2 separate regions of the Canis lupus genome follow, and region 1 is linked to region 2. Evidence: chromatin contacts called from public Hi-C data. All regions are on one chromosome and are shown on one strand. The core of a region is the stretch at or near the end of the contact, and the rest is flanking DNA. Distances in the headings are between cores, read along the strand shown.

Region 1 (5,636 bases), core at 3,120-5,619, 220 kb after region 2:
AGCTGGTTCTTTGAAAAGATAAAATTGATAAACCTTTAGCCAGACTCAAGATAAAAGAGAGGACTCAAAAAAAGAGAAGTAAAAGTAAAGAAATTTAACTTTTCTGAAACTCCTATTTCATCAGGTATAGAGATAATAAAATGCTTGCCTCATAAGTTGTGTGAAAATCAAGTGAACTGATGAAGTTAAGGCACCTATATTTTACTATATCTGGTATGCAAGCAATGCTAAGTCTACTATACATATTCACCATCCCTTTTACAGTATCATCATTCTCATCATCATTATAATCAACTTATATATAGATAAGAAAAGATTTAAAGAATCCATAAGGACAACATTCAGAGTCTCATTCATCATGTATTCTTAAGACTTAGCACAGTGTTTGGCACACAGGAGGGACTCAGTGAATGGATGTGGAACCCAAGGTATCTGCTGCCTTCCATTTCGAGGATCAGAAGGAGTCTAACCTAGTCAGGGAGGTTGGGGAAAGCTTCCTTATGTAAATGATACTTGAGTTGAGGATGAGAAAGAACTAATTTGATGAAAAGGGAATGGAAGAGCTCCCTAGGCAAAGAGAACAGCCTATGTAATCTCTGTAGGGAGGAGCACATGGAGAAAAAGACCTGTGTGGCTGGAGCAGAGAGACATAGGGGGTGTGTTGTATTGGATAATGCTGGAAAAGAAAAGGGGAGACCACAAGATGCAGGGCCCAAGATCTCCACTCATTCCACCACTGGCAGCCACATGGAATTAGGACACCATTTTTCTTGACAAGATGCCGGTCTTAGCCAAAGAAAAATGAAGAAAATGCCTTACTTCACTTTACTCTTTTCCTTAATTTCCCATTCACCACTAGCCCAAGACTGCTCTGAAAAGTAGATTTTTTTTTTTTTAGATTTTATTTATTTATTTGAGAAGGACAGAGAGAGACAGAAAGACAGAGAGAGAGACAGAGAGTGAGAGTGAGCCAGAGCATGAGCTAGGGGAGGGGCAGAGGGAGAAACAGACCCCCCAGCTGAGTGGGGAGCCCCTCAGGGGCTCTATCCCAGGACTGTGAGATCATGACCTGAGCTGAAGTCAGACACTTAATCATCTGAGCCCCCTGAAGCATAGGATTTTTATAGAAAGTTTGGGAGTAAAGGAGGGGGAAATATGGCATAGTTTATTTTTTATTTTTTTAAATATTTTATTTATTTATGCATGAGAGACAGAGAGAGAGAGAGAGAGAGGCAGAGACACAGGCAGAGAGAGAAGCAGGCTCCATGCAGGGAGCTTGACATGGGACTCGATCCTGGATCTCCAGGATCACACCCTGGGCTGAAGGCAGTGCTAAACCACTGAGCCACCGGGGCTGCCCTGCCATAGTTTAGAATATGGGACAATTGGGGTGCCTGGAGGGCTCAGTTGGCTAAGCATCTGTCTTCAGCTCAGGTCACAATCTCAGGGTCCTGGGATCAAGCCCTGCACTGGGCTCCCTGCTAAGTGAGGGGTCTGCTTCTCCCTCTCCTTCTGCCCCTCCTCCCTGCTTGTGTTCTCTCTTTTTCTCTCAAATAAATAACTCTTTAAAAAATATAGAATACGGGGCAACTGAATATTGACCAATAAGACATTATTGGTCTTAAAATGTTCCAAGGCCATCTTTGACTTCAAATTCAACTACAATGCTAACCCAAGCCTATCTACTTTGAGTTTCTATCCCTAGTAATGTAATTGTAGCCATTGTACTTATTGGCATTTGTTCATTTTCTTAAAACTGTCCAAAGTCAGGTTGATAAGCATGACTTCCACCACTGGAGATGAGAACAGACAATATGTATGTTCATGAAGAAAGGTTCATTTCTTTGAGTTTATTTCTTTCATCACAATGAATAATCAAGAACTCCCAGTTTGGCCCCACTGAAAACCAGTCAGATGCCTGTGTACTATCAAATTCCTTTTAACCAAAATTTTAAAAATAATCTGCCCCACTTACAACTTTCTATTCATTTAACAAGCATTTATATAACACTTAAAATGTACCATCAACTGTGCCAGTTTCTGACATACACAAAAACACGTGAATCATGGTCCTTGGCTTGGAAGTGTACACAAGACAATCATTTCAATGTAATGTTTTGTGATGGTGCTGCACCTGAGGTTTAACTGTGTTTTGTGTAAGCACAGAGGAGAGCAATTCTCTCTGGGGAAGTGAGATGGAGGGACTTCACGCAGATGGTAACATTTGAGATGTGGTCTTGAAAAGCGAATTGGAGCTTCCAGGAAGAGAGAGAAGAAGGTATATTCCAGCACAGAGAACATGTGGGAAGACATATTGGAGAGTGTCGGAAAATCTGTCTAGGGAGATGAACCAGGCAAGGTAGACAGACTTTATGGCCTTAATAAAGCAATGATGTAACCAAATCGATTTCTTAAAATGGACTTCAAAGCTTTGGAAATGCCATGTGGCATCAGAGCAGCTTTAAGACATTTTCCTTAGATGTTGTATACATTAGTCAAGAAAAATTCAGCCAGTTATCTTGGGTATTTGGAAATGATTTTTAGATTCCATCCAGACTGGCATTAGAAAATCCAGCAATAGATTCTAGACTTTCTGTGGTTTGTTCACCTCTCATGTATCGTAGTCCCAAATCAGAGCACTGGATAGAGACCAGGAGATGACTTTCTTATACAAAAAAGTATGAGTAGGTGTGCAGGTGAAATAAAATATAACTATGAAGCTGATTCAGAAAATCTAGTCAATTACTGGTTATCTCTGTATGGATTACCCATTATGTGATTTGGGTAATGGTACTTTTGGATTACCCATTATTTGATTTGGTACTTGGTACCAAGTACTTCATTACTTGGTAAGGACAATCATTTATTGAGGGACATGAGCTTTACTTACATCAATATCTAGCCCTCACACCTTCCTGAAGTAGGTTTTGTCCCCATGGTAGCCACAAGAAAACCAAATTTTATAGAGATGATATAGCTTGCCCAGAGCAGAGTGATCAGAAGGGACTGTAATGCCACAAGCTTGTGTTTGAAACCCGGCTCTGCCCCTCATCTTGACTTTGGAAAAGCTGTCTGACCTCTCTATGGCCAAGCTTCTTCATCTGTAAAATAGGGATACTTATCTAAGCACTTAGAAAAGTAAGTAAAAATCCTCATGTACCTTCATGATTGGGGATAACAGAAGGATGACATTATTCTTGAGCTCTATGGCTGTGGTTCTCAAATTCAGCATGTATAAAAACCACTTGTGAAACTTGCTGAAGCTTCAGATTCCCAAACACACTCTCCCATGCACACCTAAAGACGCGGGTTCAGGAGGTCTGAGGTGACTAGTGAGTTTTACTGTCATGTCTTACTCAAGGAGAGAAGGGGGGAAAATGTGTTTTTGTTTTTTCTGTTAATTATATGAGCCACTGGCTGAAATCCCCTGCTATTGACCCGAAGCCCGTTTGGATTTCTGCAAATTTGTAGCTTCATTCTCTTTCTTCTCCTTTTGGCATCAACACAATGCCTGGATTCCTTAGCACCCAGCATTCTTTAATAAAACTCAGAACTATTTTGCCTTCCTCTCGGAGTAGGGAAGTGGCAGTGATTAAGCGAGTTTTAGCCCTTAAGAAATAGCTGTCCTGGTTTAACACATCAAAAATAGGAGGATCCTATCGCAACAGGAGGGGAATTGATCCCAGTCTTCCATGTTTCTTTTTTCTTATAAACACAGTGAGCAGGATCCCTGAGTGGCGCAGCAGTTTAGCGCCTGCCTTTGGCCCAGGGCGCGATCCTGGAGACCCGGGATCGAATCCCACGTCGGGCTCCCGGTGCATGGAGCCTGCTTCTCCCTCTGCCTGTGTCTCTGCCTCTCTCTCTCTCTCTCTGTGACTATCATAAAAAAATAAAAAAGACAACAACACAGTAAGCATTACATAAAAGAAATGAAATTAGAGGCTGAGAAAACCGTGCTCTTCACCTTACCCTCTCAACGAAACTTCTTGAAGTAAATTCTGGGGCAAGGAAGTTCTAGTATTTTACAGAAATTATAAAGCGTCAGGACTTCCTCTCAGAGCCAAGACCAAGCTGGCCTGGGAATTCTGACTTGCTGAAGGGTTTCTCTCCAGCAGGAATGTGCCAAACCTCTCCTCTGTGCCTTCCTGTGCTGGTCCTTGTGCACTGCATGCTCCACCAGCCCCCCAGGCAGGAGGAAAGCCAGAGTCTGTTCTCTCCTGGGTTGCCACTGACAACTAGAAACTGTAGGCCTGGGAGACAGCCTCCTGGGCAGCCTGTTTTTGCTCTTTCCCAATCTGTTCAACTCAGTTTCCTGCCGGCAGGAGTGTTCTTTTTGTGCCAGCTTTAAACCACTGAGTGCCCTGGGCATGGGCCCGGCCTCTGGAGCCTCGCCCAGTGCTTGGCCCAGTGTTTGGCCCTCTGCCCAGGAGTTGTCAAGTGTCTGCACCGGTATCTGTCCCTTCAGCCGCCTGTCCTCCAGTCTTCTCCTTGGAACAGTGGGATGAGAAACATTCATCCCTGTCATTTTTCCAAGCCTACCCAAAAGCTTCTTCATGTCCTTGTTAAGGCAATGGGCTCAGTGTGGTTGCAAGCACTGGCTAAATGAGAAGGAAGGGTGTGGGATTTTTACAGGCATTTAGGAATTCCTAAATTCCAGCCCCCCTGAGATCAAAAAACATTTTAAAGGGCCTCTGGGCTCTGGACTGTGGATTCTTCGGGAACCAGAAGCTGAATGCAGCCTCAGCTTACAGGCCTCTTGTAGAGTTTCTTCATCTTTAAGATCCTTTGGCTAAATATAGCTTTTTGAAAGTGGGGGGTGGAAGCTGGCTAATTTTAGCCTTACAGAGCTTGTAGGTGAGGCTGAACCTGTGAAACTATACCCCTAGGATGTCATACAGCCATTCAGTAGCTGCCTTCTGGGGGCCCCAGACAGGCCCAATGGGGGCACACCAAAGGGCGAGAGCCTACAGGGAGAGAAGAGTCAAGTGTGCGATGGAGAACAAACCATGGACTTGGAACACAGGCTGATAGGAACTAGAGTCAAGGCTGGAGGCTCCTGCTACTTCAGAGTTCCCACACCAGGCGCCTGAGCACAGAGATTTATGCCATATTTAAGTCTCCAAAGTCAAGTGGGCTCAGGAAATTGTAGGAAAGTAAACATTATTTAACCACTAGGTGGGTGGTCATCACATATGTTACATATCTGAAAATTTAAGTCGGAACAGCTTGGACCTTTCCATATCTAATTCCCAATCGTAGTTCAAGCTGAGTTAGTATTGTTTATTAACAAAACCAAGTCTTCTTCTTTCCTCCTAAAAAAGGCAGTTAGCCCTTTGATATAAATATATATTTATTTATTTATATATATATTACTTTGCATCCAAAATCATAAGAGAGCCAATATTTTTTTTTCTAATTCAAGATTCTTTGTTCCCATATGTAAACAGAAAAAGATGCCCTGTCTGATTTTTAGAAAGCAAGTTTAGTTTGTGGAAAAGGCAGTTAGAAAAAACTGATTTGTACCTCTATATACAGAAATTTGGAACAAAAAGCACTGGTGGACCCAAGAACCTATTGAATGCTAAATGGAATTGTCATGATGACTCTGACTTAGCTACAATCAAAAGATATTCTAA
Region 2 (5,200 bases), core at 2,670-5,169:
TCTCCAACTTCTCCAACTCCATCTTTCTGTTTTCCTGTCATTCTTTTCTATGTACTCTAAAGACTTCTTGTTCCAGATCATGTTGAACAAGCCTCTTCTTCCCCTTCCTTGATGTTTTATACACTGCTTAAGTCCAAACTTTCCATTATTCTTACTTTTTTGCTAGCCTTTATCATGGTTTGCCTTTGAGAGATCATTATTTTTTGGCGATTTTTTTCTCTCTGTTCCTCCATGAGCATCCTTTGGGCATATAACAAGTGGACAAATCTTCCACATGAAATATCTGGGTTACGTTTTTAGTTCTATACTATTACTTCCTGGGCCAATAATAGAATGGATCTCCAGAAAGAACAGACATTCAGTTGCTGAATGGAAGAAATGTTTCCTTCCCTATTCAAAAGCAGCTCTTCTGACTAATTAAAGAAATATGTCAAAACAGTTCCCAAGAAGAACCCATATGTCAGCCAAAGAATTAAATATTTTGAAAATGAGAAGAACCACTTGGTCTATTTTTCAATAGAGATTGAGAACAAAGGAAAAGAAGAAAGAGCAGGAATAAATCAGAATTCAAGCTGAAATAAATATAGAAATCTCTAGTTGCAATGAAAGGGGAAACCATGTAAGCTTAGGACTCTGGTGAAGCCCTATGACATTATGTTTATAATTAAGGTTTTAACTACATTCCTAACACTTGCCACCAGCCTTTACCAAAACCAAGCTCTCAAAAAGGAAAAATAGGACATAAAAAGGTGCTGGAATCATGGGCAATAGACAAAGCCTTTTGCATGATACAAATACTCTTCTTTAAAATAGCATGCTTCAAAAATAGTTGGGTGGATGGATACAGTGAGCACTGAAGATGGCAGTATTTTGTGAGAATGGACTCATAAACTACTAAGCACTATCCAAATATAGGCTATTTATTACTATTTCACAGGAATGTAGTTATGTCTTACCCACTGCTGGGTAACAAATGGTATTGTGTTCCACTACTTCTTCCAAATTTCAAATGACAAAAGTAATTAGGGGAAAAAATAATACAGGAAAGGATTTATTTCTCTTCTTATATCCATGTTACCCCCTAGGGAACCCAGGTCCTAAACGTCCAAGTAGTAGGAATGAGAGGTACTCAGCAGCAGAATGCTATCACAATTTGGCTGTGTGCCTTCAAGGATCCAACAAAAATACGTGTTTACAGAAGTGGAGCAGCTACTCAGCTAGTTTAGATGCCCAGTCTTTGAGTACTCAAGATTTTCCATTTTCCTTAGTCAACCACTTCTGCAATGTATGAGAAGGATCAAACTAAAGAGTAAAGGCACATACATGTTTTGGGTCCTGAGTTTCCCGGAGACAACAACACCACTCTTGTACATCTTCCTTATAACCTATCAGAGCAGTTCTGCAATTTAAAAATCAGGCACTATCACAATGTTTCCATCTTTGGGTTGTATGCAGAAATGGTTAGAAATCCCTCATCATTGATTAATTCAATAAATACTTGCTGAAACTGTATCACAGTTGATACTGTGGGTGTCAAAATGAATAAGACAAATAACAAATGTCACATACTTATTATTCTCTGTCTCTGTCTCTCTTTCTCTCTCTCTCTCTCTCTCTCTCTCTCTCTCTCTCTCACACACACACACACACACACACACACACACACTGCCATGAGTAAGGCTTATTACTTTGTAGGCTGTAGGTACTCACTATTAATTTCCTTCCTCCCTCTTTTTTACCTTACAGCTCTATTTTCTCACTTACCATTTTATAGGGGACAAACAATTCTGTAATACTGTGATATTACATATGATATGATGTGAAATGATGTGCTGTGATATGATATGACATGGGAGTGACAAAAGCATGTGCCATGTTAGCTGAATCCTAGGCAACAGTATGCCTGGTGGACACTGGCCAATATAGAGGAATAAGAAGTAATCACAATCCAATGGATTTGTATTTTAAGAAACACAATAAATATTTCTTCTAGAATCTAAACCAGCTGATAAAAGAAAAGATCATGTCAATTTAAATGGGAACTACTATTACTAATTGCTTTACTTAAAAAAAAAAGGTAGCAGAAGAAAATGCAGAGCAGAGCAACTAATTTTTACTAACAACCAAATGCAAAAGAAATTCTAAATATCTGTCAAAAACAGGGCTAAGTGAACTATTTCTGAAGCAACAAAAAAGACCCCTGAGCAAGAAATTTTATAATCATCCTCTTTCTAGGTCGGAACTCTGTTAGAATAAGACAAAGAAAAATCTGGACCTGGAGTAAGAGGAAGATGTTAGGAATCCACACTGACAGAGATCTGGTTAACAAACAGATGGAGAGCCAGAGTAATCAGATATCACAGAAAAAGGGGAATAAATGAAAAATTATGACTAGAGTAAAGGGCGAAACATTTTTTTGAACACCCATTAGGTTAAGTTAGTAGAAAAGAGAAAAGAAATTCTTAGGATATGATAAAAGAAAGAACCATTTTTCATATTTCTCCACAAGAAAACATTCAGTATGCTTTGACAAATTAAATTAGATATTTTAATGTACCTGAATAAATACCAAATGAATTCTGGAATTTGAAAAATCCTAATGCTCATTCCATACAACACAGAACGGGGAAGGAGGAACAAGGAAGGCTGCCACATAAAATAAGTAGCTCATTTTAGTTTTCTTTTATTAAGCATAAATAAAAGGTGTCTTACAAGTATATAGATAGGATCCAAGAAAGCTAGTGGAGTATTTGTTTATTATTATTATTATTTAAGAAATAGAAAACCATCATAAAGAAAAGATCTTAGGAAGTCTACAAATTTCATTAAAATATAATTGGACTTGCAGGAACAATTACTGTGCTGTACTGTAAGGGGAGCTGTTGGCACATAAGAGCAAAGTACACGTATGAGCTCATCTACCAGCCTAGGCAAGACCCACTTCCAGCTAGAAGCAGTCATGTTTCAACACCTCCGATTCCCTAATGCTGACAAGCTAAACAACTTGTTTTGTCTCTGGGAGCTCTTCTCTGGTGATTAACTGCTTATGGTGCATACTAATTATATGAAAGTACAGTATTGAAGAAGTAGTGTCCTATTTCCTCTACCTGCAGCCTTGATATGTCTTTGAATCTAGAAAGATACTAGGTAGAGCCACTGCAAACCAAATCCAAGAGAAATATTTCCCTCCCCCATGGTAAACAAATATATCCCCTTCTACTTTTTAGTATAACAAAGTTCACTGACAACAAACCTCCTTTAACCTCTGGGCTTCAAACCAAAGAGAATTACAACAATAAAGTGAGTGTTTCTAAGGCCTATAATAATCATATGGATAAATCTGCAGCAAGAGTTCGTGAATTAGTAACTATCAGTGTCCTCAATTCCCCAAGTCCCATGTTGAAAATTTACCCCAAATTGTCAGTTCTTAGGAACTGCACCTCAGATTAAAATCTTCTCACCAGGGAGTCTATGAGAATTTGTTCTTGTGTTTTAAATCCTAAGTGCTTGCTAAACCGCCAACACTGCAAAATTAGAGACCATTAAACAATATAAGGCAGCAAGTGATTAAATCTACCAAATACACATTCAAAGCAGCTTAAGCTACTTTTTAATTAAAAATAAAATATCACTGGCTAAATTCAGATGTCTTAGCTATCCAGAAAAGTTAGAAGGCTGTTCAAAATGCAAAATGCTGCTGATAAGGCCAGATAGAAAAGGAGAAATGAGAAATAGGGTAGGGGGTGAGCTGGGGAAGCAGTTCCTCTCCCTCCCCAAGCCCAGGGGGGCAAGGCCTTGCAGTGCTGACCCGGTTTAGTCAGAGGAATAGAAGGGGAGTCACTGCTGCCCTAGAGGGTAAGAACTCCATGTGGCTGCTGATTAAATAAGCTTTATTAGCCAAGGCCTCAGAGGAGACAGGGTGTTCCACCTTCTTGGCAAGGGGAATGAGTTGAGTAACAGCATGGCAGGAAGCTCCGGCAGTGGAGATGTATAGATGGCCGAAGGAAATGTTAGTGCTATTTTTAAATATAGCTTGAACTAATTGATAAACAGTTCTCAAAATAATTATTAGCATTTGGGGAAGGAAGCATGGGGGCTTTTGAGTTAGCAGAATTGCTTAAGACTGAAAGAAATTTTTACTGTAAAGTTACAAGTACATAAACATTGTAGCTTTAAGTTGTTCCTACTTGTTTAAGGAAAAGAGAAAGGGCCAGGGGGCTTAGTCAACGTTGGGCAGGAGGCCAAGAATCTGAAGATCAGACTTAAGGCTGGGATGATATCATTCACTCTGAAGTCTTGATACTCTTTCTAAAGCATGAGAAAATTTACTGGTAAAACCTTACCTCACCCACAGTTTTCTTATTTTTAACTCTATTTTTTTTCTCTCAAGAATAATTTTCTAAATCTGCTTTCTGCCTTATATGTAAATGTTATGAATTTCCATTTAGCAGGCGACATGGTCTTACCTAAAAAGCTTGCCCTAAAGTAAAGCACAGGCACTTGGTAGCTACAGGAGTACAAGACATGATACTCATATTTAATCACTTCGCTTCCCGTTGTGGTCTCAGTCTTTTCAAAATCATCCAGGGGTAATTCTAAAGCCTCCTGAAAAAGAGCAAAGCAAAAATAAAATGTGTTTATCAGTTAAAATTTTTAAAAATGGACATTAACACAGAAAGAGAAAGAGGAGGATTTCTTCTGGCAAAATAACAGTTAAATAAATATAGGACTATGAGGTAAGGAAAAGGGAGTTTCCAACATTAATGTTTAACGTTTGAGTCCTGGGTAAATAGTAAAACCAGAAAACATTAGCATTAAGTAATTCCAGATTGTTTTTGAGAGACAAAGCAGCTCTGGGTAAAGAAACAGGAAGGGAAAAAAAAAGCAAAAGATCTATTGCAACAGCAACACTGAAAAATCTTTACAATTTTAGCAACAAGACGATGGCTATACAAGCTACCTTCTTCCCTACCTGTGAAAGCTAAAAACATCCTAACAATTGAACAAGAGGCTGTGAAATGTCCCTGAAGATTCTATTGTACTTGCCAAAAGATGATTCATTGTGTGCTGAACAATTCCCAGTTCCATTTTGAATAAGAAAGTTATTGTGCAAGAGGTTGAGTTTGTTAGGTACATTTCAAAACCTGATATGAGTCTGTTTTCTTTATTATTGTGCTATCTGTGGTATATTTCTACAATA

What was found. Hi-C and Micro-C count contacts between places; a contact is called where the count stands out from the background.
Region 1: a contact with region 2 is called in a Hi-C map of amygdala, with 3 times the contacts expected there. The contact joins two enhancer-like sites. A contact is called at or near these places in 3 of 9 Hi-C or Micro-C datasets (amygdala, blood and skin fibroblasts).

The regions. Positions count from the first base shown.
Region 1 is chr3:25,630,277-25,635,912 of UU_Cfam_GSD_1.0, forward strand. No RefSeq gene overlaps it. Among named protein-coding and RNA genes, the nearest start is that of ATG10, 81 kb to the left of the region's middle. Within about 2 kb of position 4,370, at least 11 of the 20 cell types and tissues checked have an H3K27ac peak or open chromatin away from gene starts, as enhancers often do.
Region 2 is chr3:25,411,437-25,416,636 of UU_Cfam_GSD_1.0, forward strand. ATG10 (ubiquitin-like-conjugating enzyme ATG10) reads right to left here. Exons shown (of 8, transcript XM_038532420.1): 4 at 4,467-4,605. Among named protein-coding and RNA genes, the nearest start is that of RPS23, 90 kb to the left of the region's middle. Within about 2 kb of position 3,920, at least 9 of the 20 cell types and tissues checked have an H3K27ac peak or open chromatin away from gene starts, as enhancers often do.